Linked DNA regions of Xenopus laevis: region 1 is linked to region 2. Evidence: chromatin contacts called from public Hi-C data. All regions are on one chromosome and are shown on one strand. Each heading gives the region's core, a stretch centred on a gene start, on an enhancer-like site or on the middle of the called end of the contact. The rest is flanking DNA. Distances are from core to core; before and after follow the strand shown.

Evidence for each region. A called contact is a pair of places that touch in the nucleus more often than the background predicts.
Region 1: a contact with region 2 is called in a Hi-C map of the XTC cell line, with 3 times the contacts expected there. The contact joins the promoter of LOC108714227 here to the enhancer-like site in region 2. A contact is called at or near these places in 2 of 4 Hi-C or Micro-C datasets (the XL177 cell line and the XTC cell line).

What each region holds. Positions count from the first base shown.
Region 1 is chr4L:79,627,347-79,630,655 of Xenopus_laevis_v10.1, reverse strand. LOC108714227 (inactive tyrosine-protein kinase transmembrane receptor ROR1) reads left to right here and starts at 1,791. Exons shown (of 9, transcript XM_018258240.2): 1 at 1,791-2,158. The coding sequence starts at 2,047.
Region 2 is chr4L:79,477,327-79,480,786 of Xenopus_laevis_v10.1, reverse strand. It overlaps LOC108714227 (inactive tyrosine-protein kinase transmembrane receptor ROR1), which reads left to right. Exons shown (of 9, transcript XM_018258240.2): 7 at 1,036-1,281; 8 at 2,587-2,798. Among protein-coding and RNA genes, the nearest start is that of ube2u.L, 23 kb to the right of the region's middle. Within about 2 kb of position 1,401, at least 1 of the 7 cell types and tissues checked has an H3K27ac peak or open chromatin away from gene starts, as enhancers often do.

The DNA.
Region 1 (3,309 bases), core at 542-3,041, 150 kb before region 2:
CAGCAGCTCTCCGGTTTGCAATTTCAGCAATCTGGTTCCTAGGCTCCAAATTACCCTAGCAACCATGCACTGATTTGAATAAGAGACTGAAATATGAATAGGACAGGCCTGAATAGAAAGATCAGTAATAAAAGGTAACTACATTTGTAGCCTTAGAGGGCACTTGCTTTTTAGATGGGGTCAGTGGCTCCCATTTCAAAGCTGGAAAGAGTAGCAAGAAGAAGGCAAATAACTCAAAAACTATAGAAAATAAACAATGAAGACCAAATGCAAAGTTGCTTACAATGGCCATTCTGTAACATACTAAAAGTTAACGTAAAGGGGTCTTGTACCTGGGACAGCTCACTTGTTCAAATTCCAAATACCATTTTACAAAACATATTAATTAAACGTATTGATGACTGTGCAGCTACTAAATACCCATCACAGGGTTGCCAAGTTGGCGGTTTTCCAGCCAAATTGGACTACTAATTTAAAGCCCAGGCCAGTTTTGAAAGTACAAACTAGCCAAGATATTGATTTAGGCTACTTTTTAGTTCTTTGGCTGGTTTGTACTTTGGAAACCAGCCAAAGTTTTTTGGGTTTTTTTTGCCCTGATATGCCAAACCTGTGTCTCCCAATGCATGTTGGGTGATGTAGTTTTTGTTTAACAATTTGCCAACTGCTTAGTTTAATGTAAGGCTACAATACAAAGCATGCAATGGGACTGACTTGTGTAGAAGTCGGGCGTTAACAGATTTTGGGTTCTGTACCCAGGGGCATCCTGGCCCCTTCACCGCCCAAGGCAGCAGCAGTTGTGCCGCCCCCCTCCCCTGTGCGCCTACCTTTTTAAGCCTGAGGGGGTCTGGGGGGGGGGTTCACCAGGGCAGCAGTGAGGACCAGTGCACTAGCTCAGAGAGCCTAACTGCGCTCTCTGCGTTAGAAGAGTCTAATTTCCGGTTTGAAAACCGGAAATTCGGTTCTTAAAGTACCAGGAGTGGCATTTTTGCTGCCCCTGGTACCTAGTGGGGAGACTGTCGCTTGAGGCGACAGTCTCAAGTCGCCTCATTGGCGAAGCACCCCTGTCTGTACCAGAGTCTCCCTTCACTCTTTTCTCACATTATCTGGTGACTTTCCTTAATTTTAGACAATTTTGGGGCAAAAATCAGCTTGCCACCAAAATGTCTAGAGCTTGACCTGTTTTACCAATATTTATTGTAATTGTATATGTATTATACCTCCTGGCTCCCCCTCTGTAGTTACACCCCTGGTTACGGGCAAATCTGTCCCATTTTGCTTCATGGAAATATTTGAGAAAATTAAAAAAAGGCATATTTTCACATACATTTATTTATTTGACTTTTTTTTTCACTGCACATATTGTGCAACTTTTGAAGTGCCTCTTGGCTAGTTTTGTAGTTGACTTTGCAACCCTGACCCATTAGAAACGAGTTGGTGGAGCCACAAAGAAACCCTTTAAAACCCTTTTATTTTTTTGACGTTACTGTTCCTTTAAGGCCACTGGTTCGCTGCACAGCGCTGTTTTTGCATTTCAGTGTATTTATTTTGCCAGCTGTAACAGTATAAAATATACACTCGTACGAGTAAAGTAGCTAAAAGAAAATATACTTTTGAAATGATATGTGTGTCGCAGCGAGCCAGCGATAAAGCAAACAGGAAGAATAAATAGCCTGGGGCGGAAAAACCTGACAAGAAAATAATTCGCAAGTTCCAGCAGGTGGCGCTGCGTCCCCTGCAAGTGACACTTGGCTCGGTCTGAAGCGCTTTAGTTTGTGTCGGTACTGATTTTGGAAAAGTGACAAGCGAAAGGGGGGTGGTTGAGAAAGTTGAGAGAGGGAGGCAGAGAGTAAAGCCAGCTCCTACCTTTCAAAGCCCTCCGGAAAGGAGAAAAAAAAGTTTGGCTCCATTAACTCCATCAGAAAGGCAGAGGTAGAGTGGAGCTCGCAGCCTGAGGGACCGGGAACGCTCCGAGGCACCCCCAAAGCGAGCAGGCGAGAGGTACATCCCGGGGAGTGGAAGGACCCTGCATCCCGAGCCTACGGATAAATGATTTATTGGCTCTGCACATCCAGAGGAATGCACGCAGCCAGGCACCCCTGCACCTTCCTACTCACGGTCGCCCTGCTGGAGGCTGCCTTATGGGGATACACAGCACAAGGTAAGGGGGGCTTTCTCTGGGGTTTGGAATTGCAGGTTTTCTACTACAGCAGGGCTGGGACTTTAACATGATGGAACCATCCATTGTTATGTCAGGGCTAATTCATGCACTTCAAGGCTCCAGCTCAGAAATGCTCAATTCTTCATGTACAGTCAGTAATAACTTCATAGTACTTCATGTGTGTTTCATAACATATATTTACCCTTCCCTAGTAATAATAGTATATCTTTCTTGGGGGAGGGGCCCCATCACATACAGGGTAATAAAAAGGACATACAGTGACATATTCACAGCATTTCAATTTGTTTGTTTCTTTGGAAATATTTTTTTTTAATAATTGCAATCCGTAGAAATTCTCTGACATCTGTAGAAGAAAAAGGGTAATATTGGGACTGTTTAGTATTATGTGTATCAAAAATGTCGCCTCTTTCTGTGATTTATAAATATTACATGAATATAGATATAAATCTCAATGGCCTTAATTCCCCTTTCAACCTTTTAGCTACTATAATACTAAACCATGTCATTTTTATGATTTAATAACAGTAATATTAATACTGTGCATAGAATCATCACATAATGCTCTCCTGTCAGTTGGTTTTGTTCTGGTTTCTATGAATGTAGGTCAAGCTAAGGCCCTCAAAGGGTGCAATGTTAATGTACAGCCAGGGCCCCTTGAATAGCATGCTGTTCTTACCCAAAGAGCTGGCAGTCAGAGGCTTCCTGAAAAGGAAGGAATGCTGCATAGCTGAAATATTCATGCATGCTGAGAGTAACTTCATACTTGTACCTAGTGTGCTGCTGAGTTTTGCTATTACTCATTATTGTTTTTATTTTTAAAAAAAATCCTGAACTGAAACCAGACAAGTCCCAGTAAGACATTCCGCATGTGCCCATTTTTTCTCTCCGGCAGATAGATTTCAATTTCTTCCAGGCTCCCAAACCCCCCCCCCCCCCATGTGCTTTTAATCTGTTTTAGGCAATGACAGAGATAGATGTAGGTATCTATCATTTACACACTTTTTTTTTGTTGATTGTCACCAGCAATCCACAGGGGAGAGAGGAATACAGATAACTGGTCACTTAGTGGGCTCATTTACATTTGTCAATACAGTAATATACAGTTAGCTGAATGTGCTGATTTTAACAGT
Region 2 (3,460 bases), core at 152-2,651:
AATTTAAGCTCTTCTTCCATACCTCAAATAACCCTTGTATTAACAAAATTGCTATAAGTCTAACCTCTCAACCCTCCTGTCTTTGTCATCTTTGCTTCAAGTCTCTTTATATCCTACACTTAATCATTAACTAAACCCAGATGTTTTTACTCCTAAAATCTGTCCAAAATTCAACTCGATCTCTCACAAAATGCAACTAAGACATTATTACACTCACACTTTATGGCTCATGTTGGCTTCTGCAGCTCTGCATAATGGATTTCTGTTATTGAGCCTGTTTCATTTCCAGCGTGTCATATTTACCTGCAACGTCATTTCTGCTCCGTCCTTCTTCCTACATGGACTATGTCTCTTGCGTTTCATATTCTAACCTACAAGATCCTCCGTTGTTCATATTTTGCAGTATAACAGATGGTGCCAGTTGTGTGCACATTTTCCAGTTCTAAAGTTTTTAAAACTACTACATATAACTTCTTCCTATACCTACAATTTGATTTTAACATTAGGTATCCAATGATGCAGTTAGTCAGTATCAGTTTAAACCCCCATCTCCCAAATTAAGTGTGAAAAATGTGTGACATCATTTTGACTTCAACTGTAATTGATGTAATTGCACAGCTTTTCTAGTGACTGGCTGGAAAGTATGAAGTTATGGATCACATGAGCTATAAGAGCATGATAACATTCTGTGTCCACTTAATGGAACTAACAGAATACAAGTGGATTGATTTGCTCCTTTTGTTGTGGGAAAAGCTCTGGGTAATGTTTGTCATTACTCTGAAAAGTCATTTTTTAAAGCTAAAATAGTAAATATCATGCCAGGATGTCTATAAAATAAGCAGTGCAAAACTGACCATTTTTCCTGAGCATTGCTTTGTCACTGTTGAAAGAATACTTCAATTCTTTCAAGTTATGTTCTGTAGGATATGTTCTACTTGTAAACCACATAGATCGCTCAGAGTGTATTCGTTTTCAAAGTCTCCATCTTGTACAAAGGCATTTACTGTAACAAATGCATTTTTGTTCACCTTTCAGACCATAAGTGCTACAATAACACAGGAGTAGATTACCGTGGTACGGTGAGTGCTACAAAATCTGGCCGACAGTGCCAGCCGTGGAACTCCAACCATCCCCACACTCACACATTCAATGCAATCCGTTACCCTGAACTCAATGGAGGCCATTCTTACTGCAGAAACCCTGGGAATCAGAGAGAAGCCCCCTGGTGCTTCACCTTGGATGAAAATGTCAAGTACGAGCTCTGTGATATTCCAGCCTGCGGTAAACATTCTCTTATTTTCCATTTCCATATTGGTGCATAAAGGCAAAATGGGGGGGATGTTTCATTGTGGGAAACGAAGGGCATGGTTTCATGTTTTCAGCAATACTGGGCTGTGTGACTCCTGTGCAGCTCAACACAGAGCGCCTTTGTAGTGTATGAAAAGAGATCTCTGCTAGAGAACACTGCGAGCCTGAAAGCAAAGCCACAGCATCTGAAACAGGAAATTCCCCCCAACAAGACAAACTTTTACCGCTTCAGCATCTGTTTGGCAACTTAAGCAATTACATCAAATATTTTCACTCTAACTATTTACAGGGAAAGCAAATATCCTCTATGATATATCATCTCTAAAGCATTTCTACAATTGCGGAAGGGCCTGAGTTATGGCAGTAATTGAGCCTATAAATTGCTATTTCCTATCAAGGGATCCCGTGGCCAGCATGTATGGCAATAATAATACAGTTTTTCTAACCATTATTGTATGAAAGCTTACACAGCACTTTCTGCATTTAGATTCCTACCACAGGCCCAGTCAATGTTCCCCTTTACATTTCAGAGGAAACTACAATTCCCATCATTCTTAACTAGTTTAGCTATCCTTCTCTACAGTAAAAAGAAGAGGCTATGTATTGTAAAAGTTTTAAAGGGAAAACAAAGTGTATGTTCATATAATATTACCAATTTATAATAAAAAAATACACAAAGTTTGCTTTATGAGTATAATCTCCCTTTGTGAATCATCTTAACCAACTTTATTTTTATTAATGTACAGTATATAATGGCAATTGGATGGTTTCTAAATGGAGAATAATTTACCATTAAATATCTCTTTTATAAAGAATGTAATTTTTAGGTGAGGGATTTCCATGGTTTATGGCAGGGCTGAGGGCCCCTAACCGGTACAAAGTTTGCCAGGTCTAGTAAATCATAACCAAATTAAGCCTTTGCTTTTCAACAGCTGATTAGTGAACGCTCCCTGTTTAATAGTTGCTATGGGTTACAGGACCTGTAGCAGACTTTGCACCTTTTATCACAATAATCCTAAAAATCTGGTTGCTTTATGCGATCAGCACTGAAATGCGGTCAGCACTGGTGGGAGGTTTAATTTAATTCAGCTCGTTAATGAAATTATAATTGTAGCAAATGAGCTGAACTTGAGACTTGATTGAATTTTCCACCTTATCTGTTAAAACTCTACAAAACTCAAAGTATTCAGCAGGTTTTTACTATTATTAAATCTAGTAGTGCCTGTAAAATGTATTTATCTTAGTTGTAAATTGTTTCTTCTTATTTTTGTACTTCAGACTCTAAGGACTCAAAGGAAAAGAACAAAATGGAAATCCTGTATATACTGGTTCCGAGTGTTGCCATCCCCCTAGCTATTGCCCTGCTCTTTTTCTTCATTTGCATCTGCAGAAATAATCAGAAGGCTTCGTCCCCACCAGTGCAAAGGCAACCTAAACATGTGCGAGGGCAGAATGTGGAAATGTCCATGTTAAATGCTTACAAACCTAAGGTATGGCATGAATATAGTTTATTTTTAATAATATGTGGATGTGTTATTCCCTGAATGGAATTTCACCATTACACATGTCTGAATACGATGGATATTTATCTAAGTGTATCAGAATCAGCAAATGGAACTTGCACATACAGTATAATATGAACTCATCCAGTCTGTGTACCTTCTATACCAGCAATAGACAACTTGCTGTACGTCACAGAATTCCTTCACAAGCTGAGAAGCCTGTGAATATTAGTTCTTGAGCACTGAACATTGTCCATCCTTTTTAGTGCCATGTTTTTTGTACCTGGAATCGAGATTGAGAAGAAGTAGTTTAGTCGAATTATACAGAATTATACAGAATAGCTATAGAATTAGAGGCCAATGACTCACACATGACATTAATTGGAACTTATTATTATTGTTATATGGCTACTTCAGTTCAGCTTTATCTTATCTGCTGTCTGCAGTGTATTTCTTCTGTGTGCTCTAGTTTCTGTGGTTTTGATCAGATGTGTCCATATTGTTCTACAACATCTCGGAGAATGTTTTATATCACAGCAATATTTATGTGACAAATTATCTCCAGTAATGCAATAGTAACTAATATACCTTTATGGAATATGTTATTTGGAAACAGATGCTAATTAAACATTTATGGCTACAAATGCATT